2 separate regions of the Mus musculus genome follow, and region 2 is linked to region 1. The links are chromatin contacts, called in public Hi-C maps. All regions are on one chromosome and are shown on one strand. Each heading gives the region's core, a stretch centred on a gene start, on an enhancer-like site or on the middle of the called end of the contact. The rest is flanking DNA. Distances are from core to core; before and after follow the strand shown. Region 1 overlaps Dct (dopachrome tautomerase). Region 2 holds the start of Tgds (TDP-glucose 4,6-dehydratase).

Region 1 (2,742 bases), core at 117-2,616:
ACTAGTCAGACCACAGCCACTCCAGTATCTACCACCAACAGACTACAAACACCTCAAGATCCTGCCCCACCCTTTCTCAGTAAAGCCGTTCCAGAGTCTCTGCTCATAAGAAATTAAGTGGTCACACAGCTTCCAGCTGAAGTGTTGGGGTCGTTCTAACACAGCAATAGATAACCACAGGGAAAGCAGTAGGTCTGAACAGCTCAGGACAGGTGCACACTCGCTCCACCACGCATAGAGAAAGCTGTTCCTTGAACCGTAGTGTTGGCACTGGGGGTTAGGAGGAGCTGTCAAGAATCAGTAAGAAGATGAGGAGGACATGGCCCATGAGTGTTGACCATGAGGGAAGTACTGCCAACATCAGCAGGGGACACCAGCATGGCGCAGGAGGAGGCGAGATGGCAACGCAGAACCTATAGTAGCTTCTGTTGTGTGAGAAACGTTAGCAAATGGCGACTGTCACTTCAAGTATAGCATCGGTGCTGTTACTAGCTTAGTTCAACACAATGGCTCATAGAAGAAGAATGAAGGAGTCCCTACCTTACAGGTATGTGCAGGCTACTATCCTCTGGCATCATGACTTTGTAGAGCTAGCTAATAAAAAGATGGGCATTTAGGGAGGCATATGGTACATAATTAGCACGTAATAAATACAATAATTAATATTGTTGGTGCTTGTTCTGTGTCAAACGCTACCCTAAGAGCTTTATGGATAACAACGCATTGGGACCTCAGAATAGCCTGAGTTAATGGCTGCTGCTTTCATCCAGTGCTCAGGCTACTGTAAGGAAGGACCACAGACTGAGTGCCTTAGACACTGCCAGCTCCCAGTTCTAGAAGGCAGGAACCCAAAATAAGATGTTGCTAGAGCTGGTTCCTTCCAGTGGTCTTTGCCACTGCTTGGTTGTGGGTCTCTGCCTTCATCTTCAGACATGCGTACTGGCCACATCCAGACTCCTTCTGCCTCTGTGAACATCACTTACTAAGGCTTGAGTGTCACTCCGAAAGTCATGCTGACATTCCCTGGCCACCACTAGTAAGTAGTCACGAGTCTGAACACACGGATGGGCTAATGCTGTGATTGGGGTGACTGCAATAGAAGCCATTTTCTCATTAAAAACAAAAACAAAAACCAATTTCTGCTTTCTCTCCTTTGTCAGAAACTCACATAGTGCCCTTCCTCCACTACCACCACACCATGATACAGCATGAAGGCCCTTGCCAGATGTCAGTGCTGTGCTCTTGGCCTTTCTAGCCTTCAAAACCATAAACAAAACAAACTATTATTGTTTACAATTAATGCAGACTGTAGAATTCTGTTAGAGCACCAGAAACAGGCTAAGGTCCCTTGCATAATGGATGAGTGACCTACAGTCCTCTAACATGACCTGATCTGAGCTAACTATGTACAAACAAAGTCATTGACTGGGTGATCAAGGATTAGGATTTTAGAATTTCAATGAGGGGGAGGCACAGCCTAAAGCAGAAAGTAAGAAAGATACAGAAGCAGTAAGAGATTTGTCCAACAGCAGACAGCAGGCCTATGACGGAGCAAGAGTGTGTGAACCCAGGAAGCCCAACTCTAAAGCCAGAGTTCATTTTACAATAAAATGTTTTTTTCATGTTTAATTCAATATATGCATGTGTGTCTGAGTGCTGGAAAGTGTGTGCATGTGTGCTAGTATGACTACAGAGATGCCAGACCTCCTGGGGCTGGGGTCCTCAGGCAGCTGTGGACACCTGTCATGGGTGTTAACTCAGGTCTTCTGCAAGAGCAGTCTACACTCTAGCTGTTGAGCCATCTCTGCATCTCTGCACCCATCCTCATCCCTTCACAGACAAAGCCAGAGTTCTGTTTGTTGGTTTGGTTTGGTTTGGTTTGGTTTGGTTTGGTTTGGTTTGGTTTGGTTTGGTTTGGTTTGGTTTTTGAGTTTTCAAAACAGGGTTTCTCTGTTTAACCCTAGCTGTCCTGGAACTCACTCTATAGACCAGACTGGCCTCAAACTCACAGAGACTTACCTGCCCCTCTCCCCAAGTGCTGGGATTAATGGCATGCTAAAACCAGAGTTCTCAAAGCATGTATTTCTTTTCCCATACAATAAATCACACTATGCATCAATCTCTCAGCTAAGTTCCAGGAGCAGCCACAATAGCAAATTAGTTTTCAGGTGTAGCCGCACCTTTGACAAGGAGGAGAAAGTGTGGAGTTCAACTCAGGAGTTTCTAAGCCAATTGTGAACTTCCACGATCTCTTGAGCCCATGTCAGAAATAAAAATGTGATTAGGAAAAAGGCTAGAGAATCTCAAGCCACCGGGAAGATACCGCACCGGCACAGCAAGGGGCTGACAGCTTGTAGAGACACAGTGAGCCCTCCCCGTGCAAAGCATATAATTAACAAGGCAGACAAAAGTCTAAAGCAATATATAATCAGCAGAGATAAAAGAAAGGGGGGAAATAATGGAAGACAATAGGTCTCGTACGGGCCATAAAACAGACAATAAATGCTCTGCTAGGAACAACATACAGAAGACCCAATTTACAGAGCACAGTAAATGAGGAAGAGCCGTGCGCTCTGAAATGATGCAGACTATAATAAAGTGAATGCAAGTCATAACATACCCACAGCCAGCCACAAAGGGAGACAGTGTAGCCAACACAGCCAGCCATGGGCTCACGCTACCATGCAGGTCCTTGACAAGAAACCTTGTGTTGTTTCTGGGATACTAATTGTAGCTTTGTCA
Region 2 (2,742 bases), core at 87-2,586, 110 kb after region 1:
CAGCAAAGTGTCTGTGGATTTAAAAGGCCCACTGCATGTTCTTGGGCAGTAACCAAGACTCTCTGACCCCTCCCCATGCAGGAGACACTACAAGGACAGAACTTCCTGTGGATCGCTCACGCATCCATCCACTCAACTCTTACAGAAGACCTTCACGATATGGCCCTGACCTTTCTTTCTGTGGGAGCTTAATGAACATCAGTCTACTCTCACACAGTTTATACTCTAGAAGAAGGGCAAGGCCATAAACAAGTAAACACAAGTACTCAATGTAATTTCAGGTAGTGCTGAGTGGATGGGTGGCCTAAGGTGTTCCCATAAGCACTCTGAAGGTGATATGCGGGTAAATTAACAGCCTATGCAACTGCCTCAAGTCGGGAAGCAGCACTAACCTCCTGTGCTCCGAGAAGCCTGAGAGGGTTGTGGGCGAGTACAGAAAAGCAAGAGACTAGGTTGGGAAGCAGGGCTCGAGCACCCGAGTCTTCTAGATCGGATAAAGACCCTGGACTTTCATTACAAGTCTCACAGAAACCATGACTGTAAAACTCTATGCAGCTGCATCTATCTCACTTAGGAACACACTCTACAAAGTGTAAAGAAAACGCGCGAGATCAACAGGAGAGGGATAGTAGCAGTGTTCTAAGGAAAAGGAGGCAGGGAACAGAAGTCAAATTAAGAATAAGCTTTGACACAAATAGAAAGGACAGTTTCACGGTAGGTGGGTGTGAGCCTCAAACAGGTTGGGAATAACAAAGGATTTGTAAACAGTTTCTAAAAAAGAGAAGACAAGACAAAGAGTCCCATTACGATCGATCCTCACATCGTGTAGAGGCGAGCTTTTGGAAAGGCCTTCATCTGCTGGCCGGAGCTTTGTCAGAGAGCGGGAAGAAAAGGGAATGAAACTGATGTGTGCTTCTCAGAAAAGTGACAGGTGGTAAACACCCCCGGGCAGGTAGGGGGTGGGACAGCAGCAAGGCACTCCTGAGTTCCCCTTTTTGTGGGGAAGGTGTTAAAGAAGTCGCATTTTCGAAGCAACCTCGTCTTGGCTGGCCAGAAAGTGAGGGAAACCGGATGGACATCCGGGCTGTGCATTGGGACCCTCCCCATAACGGATCTGCAAAGTCGTGGACCCGAAGTGCAAAAGACAAGGAGAACCGCAGGGCAAGGTTAGGATTTGTGGGGAGAAACTTCTCAGCCACCAGCACCGTTACCTACATGAAACCAGCACCCCCGGTCACCAGGACCCGCTTCGCGAAGCTGCCGGGAGGACCAGAACGCTCCTCCCGGCTCGCAGCGGACATCTTCAGCTCTGCAGAGCCAGCGCCGTAAAGCGCGGCGTCTGAAGAACCGAGGGAAGCAGCTTCACGACGCTTTACGACATGCCCCGCCCCCGACACGTTCAAAGGAAGTCGCAGAGGCTTCCGGGTTCTCCCAGACCCCAAAAGAGGGGCGGAGCCGGCAGTGGCACTGCGCAGGCGCGCACTCTCTAGCCCATAGTCACCAGCTAGGAGAAATTAGGGTCATTGGTACTAGGGTCTGGAATATTTTCTAAGCAAGTGTCACCAGCATGGATTACTACTATAGGTGCTTAGAAATTCGGAGTTATGAATCGATGCCTTCATTTTTGAACTTCAGCTATGCTCATAGACTAACACCCAGCTGAGCAGAATCCTCTAGAATGTATGCAGTATGGAAATGGAAAGTTGCATTGCAAAATTATGTTTCACTGTTGTAAATACTGTCACAAAAGGCGAAGGCCGCTTGCAATCATGATAAGTAAGTTTTGCAGAGTTCCCTGGAAGGTTTTACTCTCTTCTCTTGTCTGCTCACTGTGCCCCAATCCTGGTCCTTCTTGCTCTTATTTATATTACCAGGTGTTCTTCCCTGGTCTACCTGCCCTTTCCTCGGATGTCTGACTAGTGTTTACCTCCTTCAGTTCTCAGTTTGAGTGCCATCTTCCTATTAGAGTCATTCCTTGACTCTAACCATGCAGAACCATTTTTTTTTTTTTGTTTTCTTCTTATCATTCATCAACAAATTGGCCACTGATGTAATTTCTCACTGTCTCTGCTCCATGGAGGTAAGGCCATTCATTTCTCTGGGACCAGATCTATCACACACTCATCAACAAGTGGGCTTATCATATGATTGCTCACTGCTGTTTATATTATAGTCTGCTGCTTTCTATGAATTCGGAGGCTCTACCAAGTGGGAGTGATTAGAAGTCATATTAATTTTTTATGTACCGAGGCATCAAAAAAAAAAAAAAAAAGCCTGTCTTCAGTGAAAGAGAATAACATTACTGATCAAGAAGAAAGACATGAAGCCAGCAGGTGATAGCACACACCTCTAGTGCCAGCACCTGGGAGGCAGAAGCAGATGGATCTCTGAGTTCAAGGACAGCCTGGTCTACAGAGTGAGTTTCGGGACAGCCAGGTTACACAGAGAAACCCTGTCTCAAGCACACACACACACACACACACACACACACACACACACACACACGAGACAAAGGGAAAGTGCCTACAGTAATCAAAGCCCATGCTCTGCTTTTCCTTTAGAATCAACCTCACCCACGTTCTTGGTTTACCATTTACACAATTAAAGCTTTCAACAACTTAAACTTAGTAGGGTTTTATTTTATCAAACAATGAAAAACCTGGCAATGCTCTGAAAGAAAGGTTCAGAGAGCACCATCAAGAAACCCAGGCAGTCAATCTGTATAAACAAAGGCTGGAGGGA

Evidence for each region. Hi-C and Micro-C count contacts between places; a contact is called where the count stands out from the background.
Region 2: a contact with region 1 is called in a Hi-C map of liver, with 1.6 times the contacts expected there. The contact joins the promoter of Tgds here to the enhancer-like site in region 1. A contact is called at or near these places in 3 of 39 promoter capture datasets (hippocampal neurons, liver and trophoblast stem cells), 4 of 484 Hi-C or Micro-C datasets (embryonic fibroblasts, embryonic stem cells and liver), 1 of 115 datasets of contacts at active chromatin or transcription factors (bone marrow-derived dendritic cells) and 1 of 9 other capture datasets (adipose tissue).

The regions. Positions count from the first base shown.
Region 1 is chr14:118,019,670-118,022,411 of GRCm38.p6, forward strand. All of the region lies in intron 6 of Dct (dopachrome tautomerase), which reads right to left. Among named protein-coding and RNA genes, the nearest start is that of Dct, 31 kb to the right of the region's middle. Within about 2 kb of position 1,367, at least 5 of the 459 cell types and tissues checked have an H3K27ac peak or open chromatin away from gene starts, as enhancers often do. A contact at or near this core is called in liver, where this site is marked.
Region 2 is chr14:118,131,429-118,134,170 of GRCm38.p6, forward strand. It overlaps Tgds (TDP-glucose 4,6-dehydratase), which reads right to left and starts at 1,337. Exons shown (of 12, transcript NM_029578.3): 1 at 1,216-1,337. The coding sequence starts at 1,301.